Linked DNA regions of Mus musculus: regions 2 and 3 are each linked to region 1. The links are chromatin contacts, called in public Hi-C and HiChIP or PLAC-seq maps. All regions are on one chromosome and are shown on one strand. Each heading gives the region's core, a stretch centred on a gene start, on an enhancer-like site or on the middle of the called end of the contact. The rest is flanking DNA. Distances are from core to core; before and after follow the strand shown.

Region 1 (3,218 bases), core at 291-2,790:
GGCTTCATGACCACGTGTCCCCGATTCAATCTGTGACTCAAAGAATATGAACTGACCTTCTCATGTAATGCTGAGGATGGGATTTGTTCATAAGAGGAGGAAGAGAAAATGAAGCTGTGTTGTTCCCAGGAGCTGGGGGGGGTGGGGGGGGTGGGGGGGGGTTCCTTAGGCATAAGAAAGTTGAAGTCATTGGCCTTTGTGATTCCCAGGTATTGGAGACTTTATCTGTCAATCAAATGTTTCAACCACCTCTGGGTTTTAACAGCCAGACTCATTGGATGGAAAGTGTGTGTTGTGTTTTGTAAACTGGCAGTATAATAGGGCAGGAGGGAGCACCTCAGAGGGGCAGCTAAGGTGTTCCCCCGAGGGATCACCACCAGGCAACAGGCCTTGTACAAAAGGAGGTTTATTGGGGGGAATGGAGGGGCACCTGGAAAGAGGGAAAGGCAGAGCAACGAAGGGGGTAGAGAAGGACAGAGAGAGAAGAGAGAGGAAGGAAGGACAGAGAGAGGAAGAGGAGACAAGGCTGGCCAGGGACATGTGGGGAATTAGGAGAATAGAAGGTGGAGATAGAGAAGGGCACACACACATGAAGGGGGGGGCAGAGAGAGAGAAAGAGAGGGAGGGAAGAGGGAGTTGGAGTAGGTGAGCAGTCCTCCTTACACACCAGGTTGGCTTGCACCTGGCAGGCAGCTATGCAAGCTGTTGCTAGGTAGCTCTTGGGTGGAGCCTAGCAGAATTATCCCTAAGCCAACGGCGCAGGCTTTTGTAAATTAACAATGTGCAATAAATTCCCCGGGCACAGGGCCCTGGGTGAAGCTTAGCCAAGGACAGAGAGAAACTTGGCTTTTCTGCCCTCAATCTAGCTGCTGGGTTTGCCCCTGACCCACAGCAGTGTGACCTATCAGGGGTCTCAGAAACCCTGGGGACTGCAGCCACCTCTCATGGGATCCAGCCAACTTCATGGGCACCTGGCAGAGGGTAACAAGACGAGTATGTAGCCACCTGTATAGCTACTGCGTCTAGACCGGCTTATTCTCACTGAACAGCCGGGGGGCTGGTAGCTGTCCTGAGAAGACATCGGACAGATCCATGGAAATGCTTAAATCTCAAGGCTGCCGAAGCAGGGTGGGGGATTAACTTTGGAAATGTTGCTATGTAAATGGTTTAAATGAACAGTGCCTTTGGAGCAGCCTCTGCTGATCGATCTGTTTAACCAAAGGAGAGAAGAAAAATTGGTGACTGAAGCCAAAATTCTTACTTGGCACCAGCACAGAAGAACCTGCAACAGACAAGCCGGTTTGTCAGAAACCCCAGGGATTTCCGACTTACCTTTGTCCAGAAATGTCCTCTGCCTCTATCTACCTGTCTGTCTCTGTGTCGTTTTAGTTTTTTTTTTTTTTTTCAACTCTAGTGTTACCTCTTTCCTCTCTCAAACAGAAGCATTTGACATTATTTTGGGCGGTCATATAACAACTGAGAACAGTTGCTTTTTTTTTTTTTCCTACAGATACGTATTACTCTGATCTACCTATAGATGTCACTGTTCATTTATGACAAATCATCCCCGGAGCTCAGGCAATTACCTCGGCTAAAATAACAAGCGTGTTTTCTGGAAATAAAATAACCAGCAAGTACCGAGAGAGAGGCATTTTCTCTCGCAGGTGTCTCCAAATCAAAGCTGAGGTGCGAACAACAATTCACTCTTTCTCCAGGCCTCCCACACAGTGTTTGCTTCCAGAACTTCAGCACCGCAGTGAGAGCTAGCTCTTCCTGGCCTGGCAGTCCCTCAGCCCTAACTGCCTGACCCCATAAGCATTTCCTACTTGTTTTAGCTTGTGAAGGACGCTGGCGTTCTGAGAGACAGGAAGTAGAGTTATACTGTATTTCAATATAAACAAAAAATTCTGCTACCCATTGCTGCCTACCGAGAACACATATACCATGGATGTTGAAATGGATGGAATGTTTCAGTAAGTCTCTAATAATAAGGGAATGTAAGCACAGCATTTATACAACAGACAGAGACTTGTATATTCACCCAGTGACTCATGCATGATAATGGTTGTTAGTGCTGTTATTTAGATAACCAAATAATTGGGCTCCTTTATGGAGGATGATATGTTAGACATAGTCTATCCTTATCCATACATTATCTTACTTGGGTAAATGGTTTAAATGGAATTATACCATATGGAGTGATAACCCCTCTCCCCCATCCCCATTCCATAAACTATCTGATGGAAATGAGAATGAGAGACGATGAAAACCTCCCTTTCAGTAGCTGCTGAGGGCGACCCAAGAGGCCTCCCAAATGGTACAGGTTATTGCTGTCACCCATGGTTGCCTCCTGGAACTTGAAGGTAAGAGCCTGGTGGTGAAGACACTACACACTTTGGATACGGAACTCAGAGGGGCTGAGCTGGTTCTGACCTGGTAGAATACCCCATCCCTGAAGGCTGCCTTTTATAGTATTGCACGGTGCAAGTTGCCAAGGAGGAGGAACAGCCAGTAGTCCTACCCAGACGTGAAGTCTAAGAAGCATGTCGATGACTAGTGGGGCACTTGATATGTTATGGTGTAATCATGGCACGTACACCACAGGGTTAACCAATGGCTATCTCCGTGGATTTAAGGCCTGCACAATAGGCTCACTAAGACCTGTTCATGCCTGTAAAATCTAGCCAACTACCCACAGCCAGAGAGGTTGTATATTTGAGAAGAGAACCCATGCTGGCATTTTCCTAAATCAATATATCTTCTTACGGTGTCCTAAATTCTTACCATTGTACCCTTCATTGAACAAGCTTCTTTTGCAGAGCGTGGAAATGACTACAGAGATTCACTACTGCTCAAGATGCAGAGAACGGGTAACTGTGGTGTGCCCAGTGCCCACTGGTGTATCTCCAACCAACCCCTACACCCAAGGCTCAGGGAAGATCTATATAGAGGAGGGAGAAGGAAGGTAAGAGCCAGAGGATTTGGAGTTTTTTTTTTTTTTTGTTTGTTTTTTGAGATAGCATCTTATTTGTTTATTTATTTTATGTATGTAAGTACACTGTAGCTCTCTTCAGACACACCAGAAGAGGGCATTGGATCCCACTATAGATGGTTGTGAGCCACCCTGTGGTTGCTGGGACTGAACTCAGGACCTCTGGAAGAGCAGTCAGTGCTTTTAACCACCAAATCACCACTCCAGCCTGATAGCATTTTTTTAT
Region 2 (3,662 bases), core at 25-2,524, 1.2 Mb after region 1:
AAATATTAGGAATGGTGGCCTCTGTCAGCCTTCAGTTTAAACTAATGTCATGGGCATTCTTGTGCTTTTCAGAGTGATTTAAGTATGATAAGTCTGTTTGAAATCACATATTATTCTATGAAAACAATATAGTAGCTTTAAACAAGAAAATAGCCTACAAATAGGGTAAGAACCCCACTAGAGAGACCATCAGGGGATATTCCGAAGAAGTCCTCATGTTCGTGAAAATGCATCTTATGGTGAGAGATTTGTGAAAATGTCTACAACTTCCAGGTTAACAAGGTGACCTCAGCACATCAGCATACTGAGTCCCTTCTTAGGAGAGTGTGACCCTGGCTCTGTTGGACTTACCAGGTTCATAATGTACACCTGGTAGGAGACATGATTCAGCATGTCAGATCTCTTCAATGACATGCCTTTGGTTGTCACTTCTAGTGACCCCAAAATGTATACCATACTGTACCAGGAATGGTCACAGTTTTACTCAGACCTTCAAATGTGATTATACATGCATGCATGCACGCATGCACTCTCACACACACACATTCGCGTACCTACGAACAGGAGACCACAGTTGAAATTCCAGTAGTTGATTCCTTCAGGTAGTCTTAGAGGGCTCACTTTGTCAGGATGATGCAGATCCTAAACTTGTAAGGTGGTCAGAAAATGATTAGGGTCACATTACAGCCCTTGAGCCTTCCCGTGGTAAAAATGCCCACAAAGAATTCAAACAGATATTTTATTAGCGGTGTATAATGTCTCTGAAACAAAAAAACAACAAGCAACAAAACAGGAAACAAATGCATTGAAGAACTGAAAGTTAGTCAAGGGCAAGACCATTCTGATGTGGTTTAACTGGTTTAAACGATTAGTTGACTTAACTTCATGAATCTCGAAATCAATATATTTTAGTAAACTAGAGTCATCTTTAATTTTCTGTGCGGAGCACACAGCATTTTAAGCAACCCTTCATGTCTGACATTTTGGCATACTTCTACTGGTCCAAACCGTTTTCTCTCAAAGACTCCATACTGCCATGAAGGCATTCCTATTTTATGTCTCCATTTTTGGCTGAAAATCCTTGTGGCTGATCTCAGCCTGTTTCCCTAGGTCTTCCCTTAAGAGTTGAGGGGATTAGAGCGTGAGGAGAACAGGAAGAGAGGAGCTTGCCAGTAGGTGGCTCACTTTGAATGTGCTTGGGATGGGATCAGAAATGTCACCCCTCCTCCACTAAGCCTTTGCTTTCTATCCCTGCTGCTTGGAGCCTTTTTCTGTAATGCCTGAGTCATTTGCAGGGGGGTGAAGAGGGGAAGAAAGAGAAGAAAGCCAGCATGCACCAGCCTCCTCAGAGCGTAAGAATAGCATGGCCCCATCTCATTCTGAGTGGTCCCCAAGTGGAGCCTGAACCGAATTCTCTTCTCCACACACAATTGCTTGTTCTTTTGTTCCTTGTGTCCTTAGCAAAGACTGAAAGAACTAAGCCTGTAATACTTGGGCCCTCCTGTGTCACTTAAGGAATAATAGGCCATTGTCTTCATTAAGCCACCCTTGTTTTAGCAAATAGAATCCAGAGCCTGGAGGGAGAACATTTTGAAGGGGGCAGAATCAGAGGAGAGAGGCTTCACTGGATTCCCTAGAGAAACTGTTTTGTTTCTCCTGCTTTATTGCTCCTCACTGAGAAGATTCATATTCAAATGGGCTGAGTCTGTGAATAGTTGCTTGCACATTCTCATGCACCCAGGAAGGCTATGATTATGGCTAATTACAGCGCAGAATGAAACCCTAACAAGAGTGCTCAATCAGATTGTTGTTCATGCATGAAGTAAGTAAGGCTGGCCAATGGAGGTGTGATTCTGGTAATTACAAACATTGTGGCTATTTGAAAAATGCTTAGTAAATCTGTTCAGGACAAAATAAGTTCTAATTAATCACTTTAGACTCTGATTTCTCCAGACGATTCATGTGCACTTTAAAAAAAAGTTTAAGGTCCCCTCAATAAACCAAATCTAAATATAAAATATGCTCATTGTCCACACTTTGTTGGAGGAATGGAACTATGCCGCCTGCCCCATTCCTGTCTTTTCTGGCCATCATATCGAACTTGCCTTTTATGCAACTCGACAGACGGTTCTTTAAAAATAAATGTGTACATATTCTTGTTATTATCTGGCAAACCAAATGATTTATGAAAAATTACTGGAAAACATCAACTGTTAATTTAAACATCCAGATCGATTTAATAATTGTGCTGATGTGTCTAAGAATATTCAGTAGACTGTGGCCCTGGATTATAATACCCAAGGATGTTACAGGCTGAAGAAATGTTATCTTCTCCTAATCCATCACGAGGAACAGGACTGAGGCCGCAATAGCAACAAAGAAATGCCTAGCGAGAACTTTGTGACACAGGCATCCTTCAGAAATAAACTAGGTAGCACGCTCATCTGTGTAGTTCAGACAGTGCACTAGGAAACTTAACAAAGTCGTGTGAGAGCGTTCTCCTCAGAGTTCCTGTATTGCTTTCCTTCCTTCCTGTCATGTGAGGCTCCATCGAAGGCAGGGCAAGAGTGACCTTCCTAGGCTCCAAAGCTGCCTTGGAGAAGGCAAGAAATTCCAGTTTCCAGCGTCCTCACTAGAGAGAGAGCACCGGCCATGACGGGACCCTCCTGCAGATCTGCTTCCTTGCTTCTTCTCTGTAGAGAATACTCTGCATGAAGATATTGGTGGCTTCACATCCTGAGCCTGACAGTAATTAACTGGTGGCCCCTATGAGAACAGAATCAGACTGTAGGAACATGTACACTTCAGGGCCATTCTTGTTTTCAGAAACTTTTAAACTGGAGACATCTTGGGTTTCTCTATTTTTTTTTCAAAGTACTGCATACTAATGGAGTGGCTACAGGACCAGTTTCTTTATTTGACATTTTGCAATTTCCTTTGTTCCCTAACCTAAAAATAGATCTTAAGAAATTGTAAGTTTTTTCTCTGTGGTAATCCAAAATAAGTCAATCCAAGCCAGATATAGATAGATAGATAGATAGATAGATAGATAGATAGATAGATAGATAGATAGACAGACAGAGATGGATATGGATATGGATATGGATATGGATATGGATATGGATATGGATATGGATATGGATATGGATATGGAAGCTACTGCTCTGGGGCAGCTTCACTGGCCCCAAAGACTGAGTCCAGAGAAGTCACTATGGGGAGGGAGAACGAGGGGAGGGGGAAGAGAGAAAGTGCAGAGAGAGAGAGAGAGAGAATGAGGGGAGAGAATGGAAAAGAGGAGAGAGGGAGGGAGGGAGGAAGAGAAAGGGAGAAAGGGAAGGAGGGAGGGGGAGAATTAGCAAAATGTCTGGATTATGTAGGGAAGAGCCTCTGGGGGGAAGGCAGTCCAGCCTCTAGGCTGGAAAGTTCAGAATTGGGTGCAGGATATGCTAGGTAGGAACTGAGGGATGTTGGGAGAACCTAGAGGCCAGGTCTCTTTAGTATGCAAGATATGCATCTCAGCACCTTGTCCCTAGCCTTGTCCCAGGGCCTAAAATCAATCAAAAATGGCCAGAGTGACGGTAAGAAAGGTAGCGTGATAAAAGCATTTCATTTAAGGGTCTCAAATGTGCCTCGGTCTTTGTTTGCTTTCATTTCTGATAGAA
Region 3 (3,472 bases), core at 666-3,165, 1.5 Mb after region 1:
AAGGCCAGAAATCAGAGCTGCTCTCAGAGTCCCCTGGACCTCCACGGAAGTGTTGTAACAAAATGACAAAACCCACAGTTAACAAAGGCCACAGGAGTCAGCTTCACTGTTATTCCACATGGGACCCCTGTCCTGACTGATGCCAGATCTCAGGGAAGAGATGGGCCATGTAGCTTAGAGATGGGAAACTAGAGTGAGCCTCTCTCAGTGCTGACTGGGCTCATGATATCAGTCCTGCTTTAGAGTTCTAGGCGTTGCAGTGGTGAGTCTTACCAGACGCTTGACAGCAAAAAGCATATTCTAAACTTCTTTTGGGTCCCCATTTGTTACCAAAGTAAGAATCCCTCATCCCTAACTCCAAGGCCTCAGCCTACCAGGAGCCAACTGTGCACAGTGACCAGAGTTTCAAACTCATGTGGAACATTCAGAATGGGAATCTATAAAAGTGCCCTGTGGGGGGAAGCCCTGACGGGTGGCTAGGACTTCTGGAGAAAATACAGTCAGTCCAGACTGGGGACAGCCGAGAAAGACATAGAGACAAGGAAGGCATGGCCTTACTCAGAAGCTCTGGCTCCATATACCCTGCATGCAGGCGGGGACCCTTAGGGCTCTGGGAGGAAGGAAGTGGCCATGAGGAACCATGGGAAAGCTTGGTAGAAACAGGGACTCACATAAAGGTACACTGCTGGCAGAGGGTGCTTAGCAGCACTGGGTTCCAAAATACAGCCTCTAGCCGGGCGGGCGTGGTTGCGCACGCCCTTAATCCCAGCACTTGGGAGGCAGAGGCAGGTGAATTTCTGAGTTCGAGGCCAGCCTGGTTTACAAAGTGAGTTCCAGGACAGCCAGGGCTATACAGAGAAACCCTGTCTTGAAAAAAAAAAGAAAATACAGCCTCAAGGGGACAAAGCTTCAGTCTTAAGGATGCTACTTTCCTATAGGGGAAAACATACCAGAACTCCAGAACCCTGCATCCTTGAAGCAACTGGATATTAGGGAGAGTGCTGGAGAATTAGTTAAGAGCAGCAGGTGAGGAACATCATGTCCAGTACAGATATCCCTGAGGAATTCAGAGTTAAGCCTTCAAGGCTTGTCCATGTCTTAGTCAGAGTGACTATTGCTGGAATAAAATACCATGATCAAAAGCAACTTGAGGAGGAAAAGTTTTACTTGGCTTACAGTTCCACATCTCAGTCCATCATTACAACAGGAACCTGGAGGTAGGCAGTGATGCAGAGGCCACAGAGGAGCACTGCTTACAGGCTTGCTCACCGTGGCTTGCTCAACCTGCTTTCTTGTAGAGCCCGAGACTTCCTGCCCAGGGATGGCACCACTCACAATGGGCTGGGCCTTCCAAGATCAGTGTCTAATTAAGAAAATGCCCTACAGGCTTGCTTGCAGCCTGACCTTAAGCAGGCCTTTTCTCCATTGAGATTCCTTCCTCTCAGGTGGCTCTAGCTTGTGTCCAGTTGACATAAAGCTAGCCAGCACAGCAAAGTCCAACTGATAAGAAAGATGGGGCCATCACTGGAGAGTGGGCAGGGGAGCGCTGAAAGACTAGTTGTCAGACAGAGGAGAAGAGAAAGGGGAGAGAATGAAGGGGCTTCAGTACCCCATTTGCTTACTTTTACAAACACTGTTTTAAGTCCGGAATGGACTGGGGAGGGAGGGAGGGAGGGAGTGCTCTAATATAATACAAGTGTTCTTATTTTTACTGGTTTCACTAAGAAACCCCTTTGATTCGATGCAAACACAAACTGAATGTAAAAGAAATGCCTGTGTGGGTAACGGGGGGAGGGGTGGAGAGATGGGGGGGGGGGGGCGCTTGGCCACGGTAGCTGGAGTGGGTCCCAGAGTGTCCCTGCTCTGCGAGAGGCATGTGAGAGCGTTTTGTGCTGTGTCCCTGGGCATCTGGCAGGGCCACAGTGGCTCTGTCTTCTCCCAAGCTGTCTGAGCTCACTGCTTTGCCTGTTCCATTTGCCCTGCCCAACAACGACGTGGAGAGCAACAACAAAAATGTAGATTAGAATCAACCCTTTATTTCGGCATCAGTGAAAGGATTATTTAGTTAATTGGTATATTGATATCCCCAAACTGCTCACCGTGCCAAGTTATTAAGAATAGGCAGGCGAGGGGCAGATTAAACTTTGGATCACCTGTTCCTTCGGGCAAAACACATCAAGCAAATTGACTGCAACCAAATGTCATATTATTTACATGGCGTGCACAATTTATTTTCTAAAAATGTGCTCCAGACAAAAGATGTGAGTTTGTTCTTAAGCACATAATGGGCCCCACTTAATAACAAACCTCTCTTATGTACCCTTCTCTATAATTAAATCATATGGAAAAATGTCACAAAGCAAAATAAAATGTATTTATTTCAGCCATATCTTCCCACAGCACGACATGAAATCTGAAAAAAAAAAAAGGAATCGCTAGGCATTTTTCTGCCATCTGTGCTAGTAGGGGATACATCTCCAAGCCTGTCACTGTAAAATATTCCATTTCGAATTAAGCATAGTCTTCTTATTACTATCTAGTGTCTGGCTGGATGAGCACAAAATCAGACAGGATCCCTTAACTGACACAATATTTCCCCTTCTTACTTGTTATTTTGTAGCAAAAGCCAGTCTGCCATAATGTCTTTTTCTGAACTTGCATGGTGCCAAAAGAGAAAAATCATTACAAAACTTCATTTGTTAAAATCTCTATGCCATTTCAACTGGAAAAAGAAAAGTTGCAGTATTTTCCGACAATTAAAAATTGCAGTTTCTCCTAAGTACAGTGTGTGTGTGTGTGTGTGTGTGTGTGTTCCTGTGACAATGTGGTCCATGTGCTGTGTAAGGCTGGCAATCCCCTTGTCACTATTAGCTTAGAGAGCAAGAACTGAGTTCTGGTTCTGTCTCTAGACGTATCAGACAAAGCTTAAAGGTTACACTTGGCTGGACTGTGGCTAAAACTTACAAATAGTGAGTGAAGACCCTTTTACAGCTTATTTGTGAGTCATGAAAAGAGACTCATGTGAGTCTTCCTGGGCCACTTGTTTGGATCAGGCAAGTGCCCAGGCTAAACACCAAGCAGGACAGATCTTTGATCACTGAGGTTCCCTGAGCTGTTGTCTGGCATGCTGTTGTTTTAAAACTCACTCATGGTGATGAGATGGTCCAGTTACAAGCCAAAAGTACTAGAGTCTCCTGCTCATCTGTCTTCCCTTGGTCACGGCATACTTATTAAAAATTCCAGCCCCATTAAATTAATCAGGTGCCGTTTCCTTGAGAGGAATTGTATCAATTTGATCATGATTATACAGAAAAATTATGGTTTTGCTGAAAGTGGAAAAACTGAACATTATTTAGTTTGTCACAGAGTAAAGGGCTACATCCACATAATAAACTAACTTAATTCTGTCCAAAACTCTAAGAAGATGATAGTGTTGTATTTTTTCAAGATCCACTCTTTCTTTAGTGTTTAA

What was found. Hi-C and Micro-C count contacts between places; a contact is called where the count stands out from the background. HiChIP or PLAC-seq counts read pairs in DNA pulled down with a chosen protein or histone mark.
Region 2: a Hi-C map of forebrain shows a contact between it and region 1, with 4 times the contacts expected there. The contact joins two enhancer-like sites. A contact is called at or near these places in 9 of 484 Hi-C or Micro-C datasets (cerebellum, cerebral cortex, cortical neurons and 5 more), 1 of 115 datasets of contacts at active chromatin or transcription factors (embryonic stem cells) and 1 of 9 other capture datasets (embryonic tail).
Region 3: an H3K27ac HiChIP or PLAC-seq map of oligodendrocyte precursor cells shows a contact between it and region 1, with 13 times the contacts expected there. The contact joins two enhancer-like sites. A contact is called at or near these places in 4 of 39 promoter capture datasets (cranial neural crest, hippocampal neurons, maxillary cranial neural crest and 1 more), 4 of 484 Hi-C or Micro-C datasets (the HL-1 cell line, bone marrow-derived macrophages, cardiomyocytes and 1 more), 2 of 115 datasets of contacts at active chromatin or transcription factors (embryonic stem cells and oligodendrocyte precursor cells) and 1 of 9 other capture datasets (embryonic stem cells).

The regions. Positions count from the first base shown.
Region 1 is chr17:11,971,178-11,974,395 of GRCm38.p6, reverse strand. The region is part of intron 9 of Prkn (parkin RBR E3 ubiquitin protein ligase); the gene reads right to left. It overlaps Gm46604 (a long non-coding RNA gene), which reads left to right. Exons shown (of 6, transcript XR_001782243.2): 3 at 1,511-2,965. Among named protein-coding and RNA genes, the nearest start is that of Gm52293, 58 kb to the left of the region's middle. Within about 2 kb of position 1,540, at least 30 of the 459 cell types and tissues checked have an H3K27ac peak or open chromatin away from gene starts, as enhancers often do. A contact at or near this core is called in cerebellum, cortical neurons, forebrain and 2 more, where this site is marked.
Region 2 is chr17:10,742,868-10,746,529 of GRCm38.p6, reverse strand. The region is part of intron 2 of Pacrg (PARK2 co-regulated); the gene reads left to right. Among named protein-coding and RNA genes, the nearest start is that of Gm16169, 63 kb to the left of the region's middle. Within about 2 kb of position 1,274, at least 82 of the 459 cell types and tissues checked have an H3K27ac peak or open chromatin away from gene starts, as enhancers often do. A contact at or near this core is called in cerebellum, cortical neurons and forebrain, where this site is marked.
Region 3 is chr17:10,506,109-10,509,580 of GRCm38.p6, reverse strand. All of the region lies in intron 4 of Pacrg (PARK2 co-regulated), which reads left to right. All of the region lies in intron 2 of Gm16168 (a long non-coding RNA gene), which reads right to left. Among named protein-coding and RNA genes, the nearest start is that of Gm16168, 15 kb to the right of the region's middle. Within about 2 kb of position 1,915, at least 53 of the 459 cell types and tissues checked have an H3K27ac peak or open chromatin away from gene starts, as enhancers often do. A contact at or near this core is called in hippocampal neurons and oligodendrocyte precursor cells, where this site is marked.